Regions from separate parts of the Capra hircus genome. Here region 2 is linked to region 1. Evidence: chromatin contacts called from public Hi-C data. All regions are on one chromosome and are shown on one strand. Each heading gives the region's core, a stretch centred on a gene start, on an enhancer-like site or on the middle of the called end of the contact. The rest is flanking DNA. Distances are from core to core; before and after follow the strand shown. Region 1 has its middle 140 kb from the start of TMPRSS2. Region 2 holds the start of RIPK4 (receptor-interacting serine/threonine-protein kinase 4).

Region 1 (3,432 bases), core at 494-2,993:
GAGCTGAAATCAACGGACTTAGTGGAGGGCAGAGGGTGCGGGGAGGCAGGACAATGCTGCAGAGCCGGGGTCCCAGACCTGGACCTGAGACTGGACACTATGGACCCCATCTCAGGGCCCCTGGGAGCCAGTGGGGGTTAGGCAGGGAGGATGGACCATCCCATGTGGAGGACACTTGGGGTCGCTTAGAGTAACGGGACAGACAGAAGGGATGGAGCAGTGGGTGGGCCCCCAGGGTGCACGGCCAGCTTGCCTTCGGTGTGAAGGCAAGAGCCGCCCTGGTGGGGTGATCACTGTGCCCAGCCCACTCTGCGACCCCCTTTAAGGAGCCAGCAAAGCAAAGCAGATGCAGCATTGACGATCCAGGTTAAAACGCTGCCGGAGGCACCGTCCTTGGGAGTAGCTGCAGCCGCCTCTCCTTCTAGGCTTCCACAGAAAGGTGGAGAGATGGGAAAGAGGAAGAATCCAGAAGCAGGTGGGCGGACCAAGGTCCGGAATGTGGAGGTGAAGCTGGCTGAGCCGTGTGGGAGAAAGGTGGGACCCTCCTCCCTCTGAGAGGAGGGAGACAGTGGAGACAGGGACGAGGTGAGCTTGGGATGGGAGCAAAGTCGCCGAGGACAGCCCTGAAGGTGGTGTAAACGGGGAGGGGAAGGGTTGGTGGTTGGAGTGATATGGGGAGGGGAGGGAGCAGCAAAGAGATGGGAACAGTTGCTGTGATTAAAGAGGAGCAGAACCCTTCCATCACAGGTCCTGACAGGGTGAATTGTGTCCCCCAAAGATACACTTGAGTCCTACCCCCAGTACCGAAGAAAGTGATCTGATTTGGAAGTGATGGTCTTTGCAGACATAGTCAAGTTCAGATGAGATCAGGCTGCTTTAGGGTGGGCCCTGAGTGGTGACAGGTGTCCCTAGGCAAAGCTGGAGACACACAGAGCCTGGAGGAAGAGGCTGTGTGAAGACAGAGGCAGAGACTGCAGTCATGCAGCCACAAGCAAGGGCTGCCAGCAGCTACCAGAGTCTGGGAGAGACAGGGAAGCTTCTCCCTGGGAACCCCAAGAAAGCAGGGCCCCGAGGACACCTTGGGTTCAACTTCCAGCTGCCAGACTGAGGGCACAGGGGTCTGCTGTTTAAGCCCCCAGGTTGTGGTACATTGGTGCAGCAGCCCCGGGAAGCCCACACTGCCCACCTGGTTCCTGATGGACACACAATGAGCTAGAACCACCTGGACCCTCAGATAAGCCTTGCTGCAGAGTGCCTGCACCTACCACACACACACACACACACACACACACACACACACACACACACACACACACACACTCCCAGAGATGGGCATCTGGCAGAGGCAGCCGAGCAAAGCAAGACCAACAGGCAAGGTTGAGGGAGGCGGGGTGAGGTCAGGAGACAGAGCCCTTGCAGACAGCCGTCTGACTCCCGATAGCATGCCAGTCCGGTGGAGGACAATGAGAAGCCATCCCCTCCATATGCATCATAGAGATGCACCTGCTCGGGGCAGGGCAGGTCCGCATAAGTCTCCAGCCACCCTGCCCCCTGGGTAGCCAAGACACCCTCCTCTTGCCCACCTCCCCACACCCAGGATGAGCCCCAGGGGCCTGAGGGGACAGAGAGGTCCTGGTTAGAGTGTCGCTGTGTCCTTCCTAGGACAGAGGCCAGGGACCTTTCCTGGGCACGTGAATACCTCTACTGAAGGAAGTGAAGAAGGCGCTGTGTGCAGAGGTTGCCGTGCTGGGCAAGGGAGGCACAGGGGACCTTGAGCTACTGCCCGGGTCACAGCCCGTGAGGCCAGCCTGGGCTGGGCAGTCATCCTAGAGGAACCAGGTGCTCCTCACAGAGAAGAAGGGCCAGGGCTGTCCTGGAGACTGGGGTGTCCTCCATAGCAGATATTAAATGAATTCAACAAGGAGGCCATTCGACGGATACGGCTCTAAGGCGGTGACAGCTGTGTAAACAAACCAAAATCCAAGCCTGCAAATACCTCATGGTTCTGAAATCAAACCCTCATGACAACCACTCCTAACAGCCACGAAGGCCTGCTTCCCCGAGTGTAAGTTTCCACCTCCACAGCCCGTGTGGCACCACCTCATTCCCACTGACTTTTGCTCAGATATGCTCTTAAAATGTTCACGATGCCTCTGTTTAATTTCTCACGAGGAGACAAGCCCAGCCTGCTGGTGGAGCAGGCACTTGCCCCAGGGAGGGGAGCAAGTAGCCACAGGCCCCTGGAAGGGATCCAGGGTCTTCCATTCAATATGCAAATGAGTAGAACGAGGCCAAGAATAATAAAAGCCACAGCATCATTAGTTGAGAGCCAGGCTCTGGGCGGGCACGCTGTATCGTTTAACCCTCATAGCCCTGTGGAGTTGTTCCTATGGGCCCACTTTGCAGATGAAGCAACTGAGCCAACACAGGGCTGAGGACCCTCCCCAAATTCTTGAGGCTGCAGAGGCAGAGTCAGGCTGGAATCTGAGCTGACACTGGAGGTTGCCTGTTGCCTCCATTTCCCAATCCTCTCCTCTTGCTCCCTCGCCACCCCCTACCCCTCCGCCACCACCCCTCTACCCAGTCCCGAGCAAGGACTCTAACCACAAGGTCCTGATGTCTTTCCCTGGTGGGGAGCCAGGCTGTGGTCAGGCCCAGGCTTTCCCCCAGGACAGGAGAGCAGAGGCCCTCAGGCCAGGCCCTGAGCAGGCGCTGCATCAAGGCCGCCGTGCCATGGGTGAGGCCAGCTCCCGAAGAGGTCCCCCGGGCTTTTGGCTGACCTGGGCACTGTGGCCCCGGCGCTTCAGCTAAGAGCCCAGGGACACTGGAAGTCTCAGGCACACACAGCACCGGCAGGAGTTAAAAGTGGCTGAGGTCGTCCTCGTGCTCAGGCCTGATATGAGATACCAAGACACCGGAGAAGACACCACTAGCTCCAGGCATTGTTCTTCGGATGCTTTTGATTCGGGATTTCTCACTGTCTCAAGTTAAGGAAGTTTGAGGCGCTGCATTCTTGAGGTTTCACAACTCTTCCCTGGAGGGGGGGGCTGGGCTCTCCTCACTCCCCATTCCCTGGGGAACCTCTCTTGTTTTTGCACACGAAACAAGGTGTCCTGATGCTGTGCTCGCCTCACTGTGTGCGGGTTTCTCCCTAATTGTGTACCCCCAAAAGCCATGTCCCTCCCTAGCACCTGGGTGCACATTTGGAAATGTTTTTGCATGCACGCTCAGTCCCTTCAGTCGTGTCCAACTCTGCGATCCCATGGACTGTAGCCCACCAGTCTTTGCCTCTCTGCTTCTCTAGGCAAGAATACTGGAGTGGGTTGCTATCCCCTCCTCCCTCCTCCAGGGGATCTTCCTGACCCAGGGATCGAACCCGCGTGTCCCCATGTCTCCTGCATTACAGGCAGATTCATTACCTCTGAGCCACCA
Region 2 (3,471 bases), core at 289-2,788, 150 kb after region 1:
CTCCAAGAACCCGCCTGTCAATGCAGGAGACCCAAGAAACACTGGGTTCGAGCCCTGAGTGGGGAAGATCCCCTGGGGTAGGAAATGACACCCCATTCCAGTATTCTTTTTTTTTTTTTTCATTCCAGTATTCTTACCTGGGAAGTTCCATGGACAGAGGAGTCTGGTGGACTATAGCCCATAGGGTTGCAAAGAGCCCCAACTTTGCAACAAGCATTGTGTGGCATGGCTCCATACGAAACACAAATGCCACACAACTTCCAAGTTGAATGCAAACTTCACCAAAGGCTAAGTAATTTAGATGCACTCAATTAAAGCTTATAAATTATTAAAATGCAACCATAAAGAGTAAACAACACCCAGCCAAAAAGAGCTGCTTCTCAAGACTCTCCTCCCACCTCCCTCTCCCCTAAAATTACACACAGACCATAATCCACCGGCTGAATTTAACTGGGGCAGCTCTGGTCCTTTTCAACTGTCTTTATTTGAGCGCCCCTGTTACCAAGGGACAAGCAGATATCCTCCCGGCTTTGGATGGGGAAACCGGGGTCTAGGAGGGCGCCGTGGCCATGCCACAAAGTGGGTAAGTGCAAGGCCGCTCCCCAGAGGCCTTGTCTGGAAATGAAATCAGCCTAAAAGACAGTGTGCGACCAGAAGGCACCGAGTGTTGTAACAAGGCTCCCGGGTCACCTGCCGGACCCACCGCCAAGCCCAAGCCAGGCAGCGACTCTCAAGTGCTAGGGCGCCGAGGAAGCCTGGCCAAGCCAAGTCCAGGGCTTCCGACCGAAATAATTACAGTCTTACACCAATTTGTGCTCCAAAGTAAATTACTAAGTAAGTCGAACGGAGTCTAACTCACTCACAAAGCTCAGATCCCCACACGGCAATTTTTCTAAGCCGGGCGCAAACCGCAGCGCCAGGGTGGGACCTGGGCGGACCGGACAGGCCACCGAGGGTCGAAAGCAAGGCGAGCCCGGTACCTTGAAAATCCGGGGCTCACCGGAAGCCGGGTAATAATACAAAGCACTTAACAGCTCCTTAGGCGAACGCAGCTCCCCGAGGTTCTCCCGTAGGAGCCGCATCCCGGGACCCCGGCGGGAGCAAATAGACCCAGAGCTCGCCAAGCCGCCTCTCGCGTCCCTCCCACCCGGCCAGCGGCGCCGACCCCGCCGGGGGCTCACGGCCTCTCCCGGCGCTGGGTTTTCCTGCCGATGCTGCTCCGGAGGCCATTCGGGTGGAGAGAACGGGAACGCCCGGAACCCAGGCTCCCCACCGCCTGCCCAGCGCAGCCGCCCCCGCCCGGGCCGCTGACCTGTCGTCGACGTGCAGACTCGGCGAGCACTTTATGGCGAGCCACGTCTTCCAGTGGACGTGGCGCACCTTGTACACCTGCCCGAAGCCGCCCGAGCCGACCTTCTCCCAGCCCGCGAACTCGCCCGCGTCGAAGGTGCGCAGCAGCCCCAGGGCCCACGGGCCCCTGCTCTCGCCCTCCATCGCGCGCGTCTAGCCGCCGCCCCGCGCCGCCGCGGCCGCCCAGGTGCCAGGTGCGCGCCCCGCCCGCTGACATCACGTCCGCCATCGGCCCCGCCCCCCTCCGGCCCCGCCCCCCGAGCACCAGGTTGGGCAGAACGACCCACCGGACAGGTGAGGTCGCAGGGCGCCCAGCGTAAGAAGGACCTGGCGGCGCCCGCGTGTGTGCTGCGGGCCTGCGAGTGTGCGTGTGTGTGTGTGTGTGTTTAGATCATCGTAGAGCCATACGCAGTTGTAAAAAATAATTCACTCTGCCAAAGTGCTATCACTTTACAAAATTTTGCAAAAATAGAAAAAAGGAGATATTGACTTTGATACAATCAGCCCATCTTATTCAGATTTCTCCTATATTCTTTGTTAGTAAGAAGTCCTATACTATGTTACCACTTGTGTAGATTCGTGTATCCACCAGGACAGTCAACATTTGGGACATTACATCACGCAAGAACCCCTTCTGTGGCCCTTTTATAACCGAACTCCCAAGCCCCATTCACCACTAAGTTTCTTCTATTTCTAAAATCCTGTTATCTCAAACTACCTTATGTTCCCACACAGGAATCACAGCGTGGGAGCTTTTGGAATTGGCTTCTTGCACTCAGCATAATTCTCTGGAGATTCATGTCTCGCTTTTTCACACTGAAGCTTCCACTTTGAAAGTACCTTGTTTTGTTTTTCAGTTACCCCAGCAGAAAATCTAAAGTGCACTCCTAAGACAGCAGAGGTTCCCATCTTTTCCTAGAGAGCAGCATCTTTATTAGGCGACCATTTGAAAAGATGCTTTTCCACCTTTGGGAGAGAAAAAAAAAATTCCCGTCCTGAATGCTCCCTGCTCTTGGAAAGATATCTGGATCAGAGGTCAAGAAGCGTGATTGCGAACTTCATGCTTAAAATACCACTCATCGAGTGTATGGCTGAGTGGTGAGAAATTTATTTTTTGGCCAAAGAGATGAATAATGGGGGTAGGATGGGATAGATGAGAAGGAGCATTTTAATGACATCAACTGTATTTCTGTGTTAGTCACCAAAAAGGAGAGGTTGATTTTGGGCAACATATGGAAGCCTTAGCTCTCACAGACCTTACCTGCCCACAGGCACATAATCTTAGTTCACAGCCAGTACCTGATCCCCATTTCATCTTCTCTTTGGCGAGTACTCACACACTGAAACAGGGCAGTGCTGGTTCTGGGGCCTCTTGGGAAGACCAGGAGGCTGTATCCTTTTCCATATAATCTTGAAATCAACACTGATCTCCCTGAGACTAGCATGGCAAATAGTTATCTCAAGCTTGCTCATGGCAAATGTAACTAACATTTTAAAAATAATTGGGATTTAAGATATATAAAGACAAGTTGAAACGTATAACATGGTCATTGTTTTGAGGGGGAAAAAAAACAAAATTGAGTAGAAAATGAGTCTCTTGGGCTCCTTCTGCCACCTTTCTCTCAACTTCCTATCAACTCTGGAGTCTCAGCTACAGGAAGTTCAGCAGGCTTGGTGACTAACAGTCCACACCAGTCTAGTAATAAAACACACCAATTTCATTTCTTTAATCACCCGCTTGCTTCACTTGACAAATATTTATGGAGTGTCTGCCGCAGGCTCAGTGTTGGCCTCCTGAACTGGGGATCCAGAGCCCACAGGGCCCTGCAGAGCAAGCACCCAGCTGCAAGTAGATGGAGCCAAAGATTCAGGCCAGGGCTGGCTGGACTGGCCCGGCTGCTCCTCCAGCTAGCTATACTGGGGTCCTCATGTCTGCCGCTCATCCCTCTCTGAGGGTCAGGGTTTTCATCTGTAAAAGGGAAACAGTTTCCTTTACATGAACTGTGAAGACAGGTGGGTTCTAGACTTTTTGGGAATATAGGAGAGTAATCATTATTTATGTTAATGGTATTTATGTTATTTATGTCACTTATGGTATTTATGTTAATGGAAGGTAAGGCT

The links. A called contact is a pair of places that touch in the nucleus more often than the background predicts.
Region 2: a Hi-C map of blood shows a contact between it and region 1, with 6 times the contacts expected there. The contact joins the promoter of RIPK4 here to the enhancer-like site in region 1. A contact is called at or near these places in 2 of 5 Hi-C or Micro-C datasets (blood and liver).

The regions. Positions count from the first base shown.
Region 1 is chr1:141,468,763-141,472,194 of ARS1.2, forward strand. No RefSeq gene overlaps it. Among named protein-coding and RNA genes, the nearest start is that of TMPRSS2, 140 kb to the left of the region's middle. Within about 2 kb of position 1,744, at least 1 of the 5 cell types and tissues checked has an H3K27ac peak or open chromatin away from gene starts, as enhancers often do.
Region 2 is chr1:141,617,575-141,621,045 of ARS1.2, forward strand. RIPK4 (receptor-interacting serine/threonine-protein kinase 4) reads right to left here and starts at 1,539. Exons shown (of 8, transcript XM_018051638.1): 1 at 1,313-1,539. The coding sequence starts at 1,494.